2 separate regions of the Mus musculus genome follow, and region 1 is linked to region 2. The links are chromatin contacts, called in public HiChIP or PLAC-seq maps. All regions are on one chromosome and are shown on one strand. Each heading gives the region's core, a stretch centred on a gene start, on an enhancer-like site or on the middle of the called end of the contact. The rest is flanking DNA. Distances are from core to core; before and after follow the strand shown. Region 1 holds the start of Dmtf1 (cyclin D binding myb-like transcription factor 1). Region 2 overlaps Gm31449 (a long non-coding RNA gene).

Region 1 (7,906 bases), core at 3,158-5,657, 81 kb before region 2:
TTCCTCGCCTTTCTGTTTTCCAGACAGAAATAAATTTTTTTCTCTACTTTATTTGAAATAAAAAATAAGACCCCTATCTGAAGGATCCCATTTCAAGGGCCATAAAAAAATAATGCCATACACCAGCTACTCTGATTATTCTTATTCTTAAATTGCATTTATTCCTAAGATAGGCAGGGAATTTCACACTGAGCATAGTTGCTTACGGCTGAGGGCATTTGGTTCTTGGGAAGTAGTCAGCCCCACACTTTGAAGCACAGGCTCAAGTATCTAATCATAGCTGGCTGCTGTTGGGGAAGTTTTGTGAGGCTAGGGGTTGTCACAAGAAAACATGCAGAAATTTTCCACCCACAGCGAAAATTAACAGTCTCCTATGGGAAGTTATAAAGCACAACTAGACTAGCCTGATCATACTGAGTCTGCTCCACACTCCCCCGTGCAGAACAGACTGTCCTTTAAGCATTCCAAGCGAGAATCCTGGGGTGATCACTGTTGCCCATGTGCCTTCTGACTGAGCTTTAGTGCTGTTCCATGTTACATCTTCCAGTAGCTCCAAAATTGTTCTCTGAGGAGCAAGTGTCTTTTTTTGGTTTTTCGAGACAGGGTTTCTCTTTATAGCTCTGGCTGTCCTATAGCTCACTCTGTAGACCAGGCTGGCCTCGAACTCAGAAATCCGCCTACCTCTGCCTTCCAAGTGCTGGGATTAAAGGCGTGCACCTCCACGCCCGGCTGAGGAGCAAGCGTCTTGTTCCTGGACTTTTCTGCGGTGGTCTAGTGATATGCCCAGCAGGGACTATGGCAGAGTCCAACCCTTTTCAGCCAGAGCTACACAGCGAAGGTTAGTAGCCTTCAATACATTGAGCATTGTTGTATTACCAAGTGTTGGGCAACAAAAGGTCTTTCCAGCAGCAAAGTACTGAAGGAAAAAGAAATTGGCTTAACTTCATCTCCATTGTTCCGGGAACAACAAATGGAAGCTTGACTTTGCCAAGACTTGAATTCCTTCGGGAATGACACTAATAAAAGACCAAGACCTCCGGATTGAATTGGATGTGAGGTGCTCTGTAGGCTGCACTTTTTTTTTTTTTTTCCTTTTTTGGCTTTGTAGTTTTCCTTTCTCAGTTAACATCTCACACTCTAACATTCCACGTTCCCCAGCAGTGCGGGGCCAACTCAAGTTTACAGTCCCGACTGAAAGTCACCCTGCTTCTAGCTTATCTGAACCCTGCGCCTCACTCCTATTTATTAAGCATCACACTACCAGGGAGATGAACTTTGAGCAAACTGTGCAATTGATAAAATATACTCTGTTCTTTACGTTCTTGCTATTGTATCATACATAATAGTATCACTTTTTCTACATCTTGGTCAAATAAATTTTTGCATATTAAAAAAAAAGAAACAAAAAGAACTAAATCTACAAGCCTTGCTAGATTTTCTGACTCAAGAGTTTTAGCCTCTGATCATACCCTTTTGCACAATCACACATTTGAATATGGCCTCCATAAACCCAGGGTAGGGTTCTGAATCGCTTCTGGATATCTTAAGATATATACACTTTCGGAATGTGACACATCTAAAGATGGCATGGAAGCTCTATACCCTGTCCTCCATACGTCTCCCTCCGTATCTTGTATGTCAGTAGAGTGCAAGCTTACCTAAGATTCTGTGGATAAGAATAAGCTGGAAGTCTGAAATTTAAGTGTGACTACTACTTTGGCTTAGTGAAGATATTTATAAATATATATATATATATATATATATATATATTAAGAGCAGTCAGTAATCTTAACCACTAAGCCATCTCTCCAGCTCCTGGCTATGTTTTGTTTTCATCATGAGGTGACACTTGCCAAAGTATATTTTTGAAATAGAGCAGGGTGAGTAGGCTACAATTTTGAGTGTACCCCTTGCTTGTGTGACCTGGACACACTCTACAACTGCATTTGGTTCCTGAGTAAAATGTTACTCACTTGTAGAACCTTCAATTAAGTATTTGATTACATGAGTTTAACACATATGAACAACACACAGGAACACAGAGAATGTTGACTTACATTATTCAAGTTCAGGGTTATTTAGCCCTTTCTTAGCATTTTTTAACAAAGACTTTTTTTAACATTCACAAAATTAAGCAGGAAGTAGAGAAAATTCCTACATACCTCACGGCTTCCCACACACACACACACAATCAAGAGTGGGCATTTGTTATAACGAATGAACCTATACTGACACACCATTAATACAGAAGATATAGTTTATGTTAGAGTTCATTCTATTTTATCTATCAGACCTGTGGGTTTTGCTGCAACTATAAAGGCATGCTATTTCAGCAGCACACAGAGCCCTTGATGCTATAGGAACCCCCGCACATTATTCATTTTCTCCACCCCTGGATGCACTAATTTTACTGTCTCCATAGCAATGCCCTTTACAGAATATCACCACTGGCAGATTGAATGAGAATGGCCCCTGCAGGCTAACATGTTTGAATGTCTGGTCTCTGGTTGGTGAAATTCTTTGGGAAGGATTAGGTGTGGCCTTGTTGGAAATGGCATGCCACTGGGTGCAGACTTTGAGCTTTCAGAAGCCTACACATACCCAAATGGCTCGGCAATTAAGAATGTAAGCTCTCAAGGACTGTTCAAGCCCCATTCCTACCTGCCTGCAGCCATGCTCCCCTCCGTCCGTGATGATTATAAACTCATCATTTAAAACTGTAAGCAAGCCCCAATTAAAACTTTCTTCTGTAAAATGCCTTCACCATGGTGTCTCTTCATAACAGTAGAAAAATAAGACAATCAGAATGGCATAGTCTTAGCATACATCAATTTTTGGATGATTTTTCTTTACTACGTAACATATATTTTAATTCTTCACTACTTTAGTGCCAAATAAAGTTCTGTTGAATAGATGTGCCTGCTTGTTTATTCATTCACCTCCTGGTTAGCCTCTTGGTTGGTTGCATGTTTTGGCAAATGTGAATAAAGCTGCTGTAAAAAACTTGTGATTCCAAATTGCATTGGCCATCAACTCCTATGAACCTTGCTTGATTTAAGAGTATGCCTGATACATCTAATTTCACTCCCCTGGGGGGAAAAAATGATTTTCCCTTTCCCCAGATCTACCATTTGCAAACAGCTTCTTGATTAGGAATGGGACTTTGTGTATCACTAGTAGTGAAAGGAAAGCAAAGTATAACGTGTATCTGCTGAATCATAAAAGCAACACCAATAGGAACCCCAATGCTCAGAATTGTGTATCTTAGAACTTTTGGGTTGGTTTGGTTTGGTTGAGATGTGTTCTATGTAGCCAACACTGCCTCAAAATCCAGTCTTCTTTCTGCCTCAACCTCTTCTCTGCTGAAATTAATAGGTTCGAACAATTGTGCCCAGCATGGGGCAAAAGGCAACTTTTTTGATGTTCTCATCATAGAGTCTGCACTTTTTGTAGCAGTGTTTATGGCAGAAAACCACATCTGACCAGTGTGCAGTTAAGTGACTGTAGAATGCCTATCCCTAAGTGGGTTTTTATAATGCAATCCTTACACCAAAGGTATAGGAGCGTTGCTGAAGATGGGGGGCAGAAAACTTGAAAGAGTCAGGGGAATGGGAAGACTTCTGTTTTAACACCCACCACTCAGCAGCTGTGGTCCCATGCATACCACCACTCCACTCCACATTCCAGCATGGATGGCGAACAAGGTTCCATCTCTGGCTAGGGAGCTACAAGCAGTCAAGACTGCTGAGGAAGAGTCAACTTCCTTCCTGAAGAGATCAGATTGTTTTCCCACGTCCAAGCGGGGCGCAGCCCTACACTGAAGTACATCTGGGCTACATGTGTGTACCCAGAAATACACCCCTACAATAGGACATGAATTTGAGTCGGGGGCATGTCAGGGAAAACACGGGGAGGAGTTGGAGTGGATAGGAAGGAGTAAATATGGTCAAAATGCATCTATTCATGTATGAACCTGATTCTTAAAGATTGGCATGGGAACAGGGCTTCTATTTTGTTCATCTCTAAGAATCCAGAAAATAGAGCTGCACTCGGCATAGCTACCAGCACTGAACTTTAAATGCATAAAGAACTGTAGTCTCCTAAAAGCGAGGTCACACTCACGGAGGTCACCTTTCACAAGAATTATAGAGACACACCGCTCCCTCTTCGCTTCGGAGATTGCGGAAACTAAAAGACAGATGGTGCAGACGCCTGCCAAGGGAAAGACCCTCCTTTACGTCTATCACCCGCCACAGCTCGACGGCGACCGTCCGACCCTATCGCTCGCTGAGAATGGCGCTCGATTCCGCAGCAACCCATCAGCTTGCCGACGCAGACGGAAGTGACGTCGGGGGTGGCGCGCGGGCCCGCCCCCCAGGAGAGGCGGGCCGCAGGGGGGGTGCTGGGAGGGCGGGGGCGGGGCGCGGCCTCGCGGCTCCGTTTCCGGTGGCTGGTTGCGCTCGCTCACCCCAGCTGCAGCCACTCTCTCCCGCGGCTGCTTCCTCCATCCTGGTATTTTTTGGAGCCTCCATCCTGGTTCTTCCAAAGTGCCCGGACCCAAAACAGGAAGTAAGTGCGATGGAACCTTCAGGTCCGGGCCTCCGCCGCAGCCGCTCCGCCCAGTGCGGCCGAGCCGGCCCCTTCGCGGGCCTTGGCTGTCGCCGGCTGGGTGCCGCGGGCGGGGTCGGAGTCCGGGCTTCGCTTAGCCGCCGCGGCAGGCCCCGCACGCCGCGCCCGCGGTCTCCGTCGCCGGCTCAAGCGGCCGCTGGCGGCTGGAACTCCCGAGCGATCCCTGGGGCGCAGCGGCGAGCCGGTGGGGGCGGAAAATGGCGGCGGGCTGGAGGAACTAAATGGCGCCGGGACCCCTGGGGGTGGGCCCGAGTCGCGGAGGACGGCGCCGGGGGCCCCGCGGGCGTGTGCGTGCTGGGCGGCGGAGCTGCCAGCCTGGCTTGGCTGGGGTGCACTGAGCCCCCTCGGCTGCGTGGGTGGGGTGGGCAGGGCAGTGGGGGCGGGGGTCGTCCCAAGCCCACCATTTCTCCTCGGCTCGTTTGGCCCGTGAGCCCCTCGCCGGTTGGACTCAGCGAAGGAAGTCATGGTTGCCAGTCGGACTTTCTCTTTAGAGACCGCGCGGGACGTGGCCTGGGGTGCGGGGAGAGTCCTGGCCCAGCCAACTAGTAATTGTCAGGATCGTGCGGAGCAGACCTTTAGCGTTTCAAAACCCTCTTTGGCCCTCTAGCAAGAACTTTTTTTTTTTTTTTTTTTTTTTTTTTTGAGAATCTCCCCGCAACCTTAACGAGTTTTACTCCGAAAGAAGTGGTCCAGTGCCATCCTGTGCTGTTCAGTGATACAGCATATGTTTTTATAGTTAAAGACTTCGGTGTAGCTAAAGAAAGAGTGATAGCCCGTGATTGCTTTTGTCAGCCCTTGTACCTCTTTCTGACAGCTAGACTTCCTTTGGGACAACCTCCAAAGAAAAATGCATTTCAGTACTGTTTGTGATGTGTTATGTCTTAAGCTAGATGTACTGACTTTTATTAATTAGAGCTATATTTTCGTGTTGTAAATAACTTTTGTGGCTTTTAGGCTGTAAATTAAGAAAGAAAAGACCTTTGATTATATTGAAAGTTTTACAAACATCAAAGGCTATTTTCCTTATAGATTTTCTATTTCTGGTACTGCAAATTTCTTTAGGCCAGTCTTAAATTTACCTTAATAATTCGAGTAATTTACTATAACATTTAAAACAACTATAATAACAAAATATTACTAGCTTTTTACTGTGGTAGAATAGTGATACAATTTTGTATATTTGGTTAAACTTAGACAAACTTAAAATCCATTTCAAAGATTGTTATGTTGAGTGTACCAGGTCAGTGAGAGACTAATGATATTCTCCACAGACGTGAAAAAACACTCCTATCTATATGAAGAATATTATTTATTATTTTATGCTTTTATCCCACTACTGTCTTTCCCTGGTGCTTTTGAGTACCATCAAGTAAGCTAACGTTTCTTCATTACTTTAGATTATGATAGTCTTACCCAAACTGTTGTTCAGGGGGATGATCTAGAAACCTGCCTGGTCCACTGACTCTTTCAGTTGAGGGAGACACCTGGTATTGTTACCATTTTCTTGTCATATCTGTATGTTTAGCAGTTTGGGGGATACATACAAAATACACTTTTTTCCAAGTATTCAGGTTTTAACTTTTCGAAGGAGGAAATCAGTTTTAGTCTTAAGGTTTGAGGTTGGAAATAGAGTGTATCTGGAAAATAGTTACTAGTGTCCTCTGGTTGGTCTTTTCTTCCTTTCTTTCTCTCTTTCAAGTTGTGCTTGCCTATATCATTCTGTGTCTGTCCCAAACAAAGGCCTTGCTTTGCATTTATTAAATAGCACAGAAAATGTTTGGGAAAGAACTAAACCATGTTATCAAACTATATCCATATTTAGCATTCAATATTTATAGTAAATATGTTTTATTTGGGGTTGCTTTCAACCTGTTGGTTGCTTTCAGCAATGATGATCAGAATATTCACAAATTATTCTGGGTCAGGACCATGGACAAATACATAATATGATTAAAATTATGCATTCAGCTTATGTTGGAATAGCTAATTCCAACATACGTGGGAAATCCACAGCATTATAAGGTTGGCTACATTTTTTTGGTATTTTTGTTGTTTTTAAAGATTCATTTATTGTTATATGTGAGTACACTGTAGCTGTCTTCAGACACACTAGAAGAAGTCATCGGATCTCGTTGAGGATGGTTGTGAGCCACCATGTTGCTGGGATTTGAACTCAGGACCTTTGGAAGAGCAGTCAGTGCTCTTACCCGCTGAGCCATCTCACCAGCCCGGTTGACTACATTGTTATCATAAAGGAGGATTAAACTTAAACAGGCTGAGCACACAGAAGGATAGTGGCTAAGTACATAGTATTAAATGTTCTTGAGCATGTTAGTAGCTTGGCTGAAAGAACTAGCAAAAGTTCAGTCTCTTCAAAGATGGAATATTGTCGTAAAACTCCACAGTTTTCATCTTAGTCTCTTGATTTGCAGTAGTTTATATTAGCATCGATGAGGATACATGCTTAATAAGAAACACGCAACCCAACTAAGTATGTACAGCCTGGCTGTAAACATTAGGTTAAGGCGAGAGCCAAGTGTTTTTGGAAAGTATTGAGGAACTGGGAGACTTTCTGTAAGTTTATATCTGTCAGTTGCAAACATACCAAGACTTTAGAAGAGCATCCAGATTAAGGAGGATTCTGTAGTGATCATCTTAGCCATCTCTCCACACAACCAACCTCCAGTGTTTGTAGAGACTATGCTAATGTTCTCTCAAGCCGGGAGTTCTCATTTTACTAATTGAGTACATTCTCTTCTTGCCATAACTCCTCTTGAAAGGATTAGTAATTTGTATGCTTAAATGAGACACAGTTTCAACTAAGGTGGTACATAAATAAACCTAGAGCCAAATGTTATCTCAGTGAAGTACAGAGACATGTGGAGTTTAATGCCTTTTGTATCATTTCTACATTTGTCTTGATGGTAATTTTGCTTTGTGCAGAGAATTCTTGTAATCAAAATTAATAAAAATTAGTTTGTTTGCTTTGATACCATAAGGGTAAATTGGTTCAACTTCAATAAAAGGAATCTATTTATTGTGTCTGCCTTTTTTCTAGTTTGTGGAAAGATAGCCCACTCCATAATTAAATTCCAGAAAGAAGTTGTCAAGAACAAGTATCGTGGCAGGTCCTATATACACTTTTTACGTCATACCTTTTAAAACACCATTTTTGGCTATACCAACAGTGAGGCCATTTTCTTCTAACAGCGGCATTTAATCTAACCCTTCCCTCACTGTAAGGTGTTTTATGTCAAAGAAATGTGTCTTATTAATG
Region 2 (7,506 bases), core at 3,343-5,842:
GGGGGAACACCACTTGGGGTAAGCTAAGTCCTTAACTATGCTACAGAAAAGAATTTCAGGATTAGTCAAAGTAAAGCAAAGTCATTATGTTTATTAGGTTAAGTGATAGTACAGATTTTATACTTCATCATGGGAGAGAGAGAGCGAGAAAGAGCGAGAGAGAGAAAGAACAGTACACAGCAAGACATGGGTGCAGGCTTCTTGCTCAGAGAATAGAATTTCAATAAGGTTGGAAAATTAAGCAAGCTAATCTTGTGAGGTTTGTAAATGCAGTTGTAAGATGTTTTGTGAGGAATGTTGTTTAAGATTTAGAGATGAGAGAAGAATGCGTATAAAACTTAAGGGCAGGAACAAGCTGGGTCTATAGAAACATAGTTCATTTGTTGTTGAAATGTCTTTGGGAAAGAAGGCATTATTATCTCTGCAGGCAATCTTGGCTTCATCAACTGTATTCAATTTTTTTGACTCTCAGCCACCAGGAAAAGTATCTCTCAGGCTGAGGGACTTCCCCATTTTCCCAGGTCCCTTTAGTCTCCTCTTTCTTTTCTGCCTTGCTCACAGATATGGCTAAATAGACTCTTAAGTAGACCTTTCAAATAAGTCCTCTCTTTTCTTCTCTCCCCTCCTCTCTGTGTTGAGGGGTGTTTAAAGTCTCTTTCAAAAACAAAGTCTCCATGGTAAATTGATGTTTTTATCCTGAAGCACAGTAAGGAACAGCACAATACGGTGAAGCCCAAACCTGACAGCCTTGCCTTCCCACAGTTACTCTCTAAATAGACACAACAATGGAGCAATCACACATCTTTTCTTAGGATAATGCCACCTGTTTATTTTTAAGATGACAAGGCAATACAACCTTACTGCTTAAAAAACAATGTTCATAGTGAAATATAAATGAATATGAAGAAGTAAATGGTACTGCTTGCCATATTGTGATGTTCAGTCTGGTCAAAGGGCAGAGACTAAGGGGTCTGTGGAGTACTCAGCTATAAGTGAGACATCTATGTGTCACATCCCTAACCCCTAAGGCTTGAAGAAAGGGGTGGACAGACTAAGAGGGATGGCTCTAAAACAGTCTTCTAAGCATGACAGGTTGCTGCAGTAACCAGCTCTCAGCCTCTGTGGCTGCCTGCAGGTGACCTGAGAGGCATTATAGCTCTTTGACTTCCTAAGTGTAGAGACGCAGCACAGCAGCACCTGGGAGGCTGGCTCTGTTGGTAAAGTGTTCAATACTCAAATACGAGGACTCAATTTCTGTTTCTTAGCATCTATACATAAGTGAGTGTGATGGTACATGCTTATATTCTCATCTAGGAAGCAAGAGATTCCTTGGGGTTCAATGGTCAAGCTATCCAGGTTAACTAATGAGTGATCTCCAGGTTCAGTGAGAGATCCTGCTCCAAAACTTAAGCTAGGGAGCAATAGAGGATGAAAAGTCCAGTTGATATCTGGTCTCCATACTTACACATACAGCTGGAACCACATACACCACACACACACACACACACACACACACACAAGCGCGCACAAAGAGAGAGAGAGAGAGAACACCACATATAAATACAGAAAAATAAAATAAAGGAACAAAGAAACCCAGAGTGAAAACTCATTGTTTTGCCATCTTTACTAATGACTGTTTAGTTAAAAATAAATAAAACATTGCAAAACAGGTTTCGAGGTCAATTTGTTTCATCTTCCTAACAACTTTTGAGATTTTAACTTTTAAGAATGGTAAGATTGGGAAGTAAAGCAAACACAGATTTTCTTGGGGTTGGAGAGGTGGCTCAGTGGTTACTGTAGGAGGCCTGTAGCTTCCTGTGCTCACAGACAAGCACTGGGGAACTGGGAATGTTAAACATGTCTTGTTCTCTCTCCAAAGGGAGAGATTTGTAGCTTGGATTCTACCCAGAAGGCTGGGAGTAGAAGTGGACAACAGCCTGGTGACTTCTGTCCTGCCTGTGTGGCCAGGGCACTCCGAGTCTACTTCCAGACCTTTATCTTGAGTTCGTTCATCTTAGTCATTGCTAAAGTCCCCGAGCCTCTTGTCCGAAGCATTGTTTATCTTGCTCCCATTTTCTCAGTGAGTCTATAGAACCTACCTTTCTGGAAGATGGCACTTGCTCTTTACAAGAGTGTTGATGAAGTCAGGTCTTAAGCTTTGTTGTACACATGAGATTGAGTACTTGTCACCAGGAAATTTTTTGTCCAGATTGTGCTGTGTTTAAATATGTCTAAAATAAAGTATCCCAGTGTTAGACTTTTGAAGTTTAAACTAATTCCCGAAACTGAACTGTGTTAAACCAGGCTTCCTTCTTGACTCATGTGGATTAACATTCTGCTGCCATGGTGTTAGCAAAGACCCCCTCAGGAGAGGAGCATGTATTACAGAGTTTAGTTCTCAGCACTGTATCAGGTGGCTCACAGCTACCTGTGACTCCAGCTCCTGTGGGGCTGCTTCCCTATTCTGACCTCTACACGCACACGCACACGCACACGCGTGCGCACACACACGCACGCACACACACACACACACACACGCGCACACACACGCACACGCGCACGCGCACGGACACACACACACAGATTTTAAAAAGAAATTATTTTGTAATATGTTCAGCAGTATTCATACTTTTTTCCTTAAGTTATTTGTCTTCTTAGCAATGAAAATCTTAGCACCACTCCCTATGGCTTTGCAATGAGAGCAAACATATGTTCCTGAGCTTTATTTGGGGAAAAGTTATTAGCTCTGAGAATACAGGAGGGGAGGAACCCCATCTATACCACCCAGTATGCTGCTTTCTCATCCCATTTTAATACCAATATGAGCACAGTCTCTAAATCTCTAATGCAAACACCTTCTTTCACTAACAGGTTTTCTGACACTGTGATCTCAAAGATCTGTCACACCAAACCTGTGATTGTGGCTGTGTGAAAAAAAAAACATACACCAAGGGTTGAAGATGTAGCAGTAGTAGATTTCTGCTGCCTACACTACGTATAGTCTTGAGTTCAATGTCCAGCCCCTCTAGCCCTCCCAACCCAAATACTTGTGGAAGATTATTCAATCACAAACTGAGGAAAATTTTATTCTGAATCAAGTATACCAATAATGGGGTTCTTCAGTGGGAGAGAAAGACTGGTCTCAGTTCTGAATGCATTACGAAGTAGGGATTTACAGCTAAGGAGCAGAATGTAACTCAGTGAATAGAAATTCACCAAGTGGTATTATCAGGAGTAAATAGATCAAACAGCTATAAACTGGGATAGATTCTTGCTGAGGACAGACCAAGATGATCAGACATTACCCAGGGTTGGTGGAGGATGAGAAAACCAACAAATGACGGGCTTTGATATATAAGGTAGAGGGTTCTTAAGTTTCAGGAGCCTGAGTAAAGTTTTGTGAAACATCAAAACTTTGTGAACTATGAGAGATGGAATGTTTACATCTTCCCAGAGTGCATGTGGTAAAGATGCTCTCAGAGCCTGCCGGTCAGTCAACATGAAAACCATGACTGGGTCAGTGAGGATGATTATAGGAAAGGCAGAAAGAAGATGCAAGAGACAGATATGGGAGGGCTACTGGTCAATACTACTCCAGCAGCGAGTGTATTTCCTCAGTATCTTTTAAAGACAAGCAACAGAAAGCATGACCAATTCCAGGAAACAATGACCACAAATGCTTACATGGTGAGTTATGGTACATAGTATCTATGTTTGACTAAGGCCATTTCCTTCAGGCTTGGACAGTCTCTCAAGGACATATGTGTAAACTGAGGAACTTGGCAGAATATAATGCATGTCTTAATTAAAACAAAAGACAGATGTTAGTAGACTCTTTCAGGATTAATCATAAGCAAGAAGTCAGCCAAAGTTATCTCTAGCTGTGCTCCCTACATGTCTCCCACACCCCCTTTTCTAATCTATATAAGCCAAAGCTGTTTCACCTATTGGCACAGAAAGACTGGGCCTGTCTTAGGCATCCCCTCAGGAGGTGTGGACCTTATCCGTCATCAGTACATGAATCCTAGCATTCATGCCCTATCTTAGGTTGATCTACCACTGAGAGAATCTTACCTGACTTTTTATCTGTAAGAGCTGCACACCTTATCAGTCACAGAGCAGAAAGTCGTGCCTGTCTTAGGTTGCCATCTAAAAACACTGCTTTTACCTGTCATTGGCACATGAGTAATCTTGTATCTCGTGGCCTTTCTTAGGTTGAGAAGGTTATCTCACTATAAATTAGAAAGTTTTCAAGATGACCTTACCTGTCATTGACTACCAACTTCTGCTAGGAAAGACTTCTTCTGGAGCTTGATTTGTGTAACTCTGCTTTGACATCTGTAAAAGCTCTGATGATTCCTCTCTAAAGAACAGGTAACAGACATGCCATAAAAAGGATCATAAGGGGGCTGGAGAGATGGCTTAGCGGTTAAGAGCACTGACTGCTCTTCTGAAGGTCCTGAGTTCAAGTTCCAGCAACCACATGGTGACTCACAACCATCCATAATGTGATCTGACGCTCTCTTATGGAATGTTTGAGGACGGCTGCAGTGTACTTATATATAATAAATAAATCTTTAAAAAAAAAAAGGATCATAGAGCCAAGTCCCGTCACACCCAATAAGAGAGGTGTAAACAAGGGCCATGAAGGCAACACAGCCTGTAATTTTTTTCAGAATATCATTTGCAATGCTAGCAGCATCAAAAGACAAAGGCTTTGCATTTCTTAAATCCACAACCTCTTTATGCAGGGCTAATAAATCTAAATAAGTATTAGTAATATGCCATATACATTGAAGTTGCCTTTTTACTCTCATTATATGCTGACTCTCATCATAAATTAGATTAGGGATGCCCTGTGCTATGGTTGTGAGATTCCTGTTATAGAGATCTACATAGGTGAAATATTAACATGAAAGTCCAAAGTGCCATCTGGAAGTGGAGGACTGTGACAGATTCAGGGACATGTGAGACTCTCAAAGATATTACTCATGTTCTAGTTTTTAAAGCTTAGTTATAAATATGCATTTGTTTTATTGCCATGCTTCATAATCAACACAAATTATATCTCTTTACATAACAAACATTTCATACTTTTTATGTAAAAAAAAATCACAAAGTCTTCACTGAGTTCTTTCAAATGTGTGAGCCCTTTGATGGAATGCTCTGCTCTTTGCTCTCTGCTCTCTGCTTTCTGTTCTCCTCTACCTCAGCTACAGTCAGCTTCCAACACCAGGAGGCCCTGGCCTCTCTACCCTGCTTTACATATGGTGGCTCCATATGTAAATCATTCTTCAGGACATTTGTCTCAAAATTTCCTTGTAGCCAAAGTCCCTTGTTGCAAAAATATTGGAACATTTTCTGGGTATGTTGGCAACCTTGAGCTGTTGTCTTTAATGTCAGGAGCCATTTTGTCTAATTCTGTGGAAGCCTGCCTGTCAGGCAGAGTCAAGGCAGGTTGGGGTCTGCTGGCAGATTTCCTGGCCTGCTGACACACGTTCAAGGTGAGGGGCTGAACATTCTATTAATCTTGGTAAAAGAACAGGGAGGCTTCCAGATGGGAACAGATATCCAATGCACATCAACCATTGTTTCTGCTAGCTTTGGACTTTGTTTCCCATGACAACATAAAGTATATAAAGCCTATGAGAATTAAACTCGAGGCTGCCGTACTCACTGGACAACCCTCCTATATATTTTTTCCTCTGAGTCATCTTTCCTATACTCCTCCCCATCCCTATCTCAGAGGACTGTCCAACTTCATACTGGCAGGCCAGGTGCACCTCAACAGTCTTGTTCCCTAAAATCCTCACTGCACTAAGAAACATTAGGATTCATTTATTTACAGAAGAAGATTACTTGTGAAGCACACATGCTCACACCACCATTCTGCCATAAACACAGCTCGCCCAGTGCATTTTCCTTCATTCCATCCCTTTCCTATATTGAGGGTATTCATCTTCTCCTACTTCACCAACTAACTAAGGCTTACAATACTTTCTACTTATACAGGGCACTGAGTCTGGTGGAGCCCATCATTCTATAACAGGGCCAGGCTTTCTGATAGCAAGAGTAAGACTAGCTACTAGCTACTCTAGGTTAGGTGCCAACTCCTGGTCCATTTTTCTATTCCTACAAACAGCTTCAACATCCCTTCACTTGCTCGCCAATGGCAGGCCCTCAGGATGGTGTGCTCTAGCTAGAATTGTGGTACCCTCTCTCGGATACTTTATTCATGACAAGAACCTTGGTTTTCCTTGAGGATTGTCTTAAGAATGCATTAACATAGGATGACAAAATCAATGAGAAGCTGACACCTAGAAGTTTAAGAATGGAGCATAGAACTGAATACAATAGTGCATGATATTTACAAACATTGAATATTGTTTCATGACATTTTTGTTTCCTATGTGTTTATGTACAGCAATGTGTGTGTGTATATATATATATGTATGTATATATATATATATATATATGTATATATATATATACACATATACATACATACATATATATATGTGTATATGTGTGTGTGTGTGTGTGTGTGTGTATATGATCTTTACCAACTGAGATGATACTGAAATCCATGCCCACCTGCACAGCTATACTGGTAGGAGCCAGCTGACATTTGATCTCTTATGGATGGGCAAGGTTGTGACTTAACATTTTTTTTTTCAAAGACTTCGGGTCAATGTGTGTGTGAGATGACTCAGTGGGTAGTGGTGTTTGCTGCTATGCCTGATGATTGAGTTCAGTCTCTGGGACCTCTGAGTTTTACATGGGTACACTTATGTCAAGGTGTATGTATAGACATATGTGTGTGTGGTGTATTCAAGTATATATATATATATATATATATATATATATATATATATATATATATTATGTGTGTGTGGTGTATTCAAGTATGTATATATATATATATATATATGTGTGTGTGTGTGTATAATATATATGTGTGTGTATGTATATATGTATGTGTATATATATACAAAAAATAAAAATATAAAAGTCTCAAAGATACTATTACCACAACTCTATAGTTAGTCATCATTGTTTGACATTTAAAAATTTTAAATTAGTGTACACGACACTGTGTTTTATTGTAGCATTTTCTTTGAAACATTCTAAAATTACATATACTTTCTTTCTCTCCCCCCCCCTTCTGTGTGTGTGTGTGTGTGTGTGTGTGTGTGTGTGTGTGTATACACATGTGTGGAGGTCAAGATAACTTTACCAGTGGAGTCATTTCATCTGCCCTATTATGACATTTTCTAACACAATTTGTTTTTGTTGCTTCTTCTTCTCATGTCTCCCCCATTTTCCTGAATTATTTATACACCCACCACTGATCATAGCCTCCACTTCTGTGTTGACTGTGTCTTGCTGTCCTTCCCACCTTCCATTTCCTCCCCTTGTGGTCTTTCTAGTTCCATTGCTCACACCCACACTCACCTCCATTTATATCCGCACACATAAACATTGTAAGTCGATCTGTATATGGGA

What was found. HiChIP or PLAC-seq counts read pairs in DNA pulled down with a chosen protein or histone mark.
Region 1: an H3K4me3 HiChIP or PLAC-seq map of intestinal villus epithelium shows a contact between it and region 2, with 8 read pairs. The contact joins the promoter of Dmtf1 here to the enhancer-like site in region 2. A contact is called at or near these places in 1 of 484 Hi-C or Micro-C datasets (MC3T3-E1-derived osteoblasts), 2 of 115 datasets of contacts at active chromatin or transcription factors (intestinal villus epithelium and large pre-B cells) and 3 of 9 other capture datasets (adipose tissue, liver and pancreatic islet).

Annotation. Positions count from the first base shown.
Region 1 is chr5:9,158,277-9,166,182 of GRCm38.p6, reverse strand. It overlaps Dmtf1 (cyclin D binding myb-like transcription factor 1), which reads left to right and starts at 4,407. Exons shown (of 18, transcript NM_011806.3): 1 at 4,407-4,569. It overlaps Gm46901 (predicted gene, 46901), which reads left to right and starts at 5,273. Exons shown (of 1, transcript NR_166570.1): 1 at 5,273-7,666.
Region 2 is chr5:9,077,692-9,085,197 of GRCm38.p6, reverse strand. Gm31449 (a long non-coding RNA gene) reads right to left here. Exons shown (of 5, transcript XR_868245.2): 2 at 4,266-4,363; 3 at 2,100-2,231. Among named protein-coding and RNA genes, the nearest start is that of Gm31449, 7.7 kb to the right of the region's middle. Within about 2 kb of position 4,592, at least 5 of the 459 cell types and tissues checked have an H3K27ac peak or open chromatin away from gene starts, as enhancers often do. A contact at or near this core is called in intestinal villus epithelium, where this site is marked.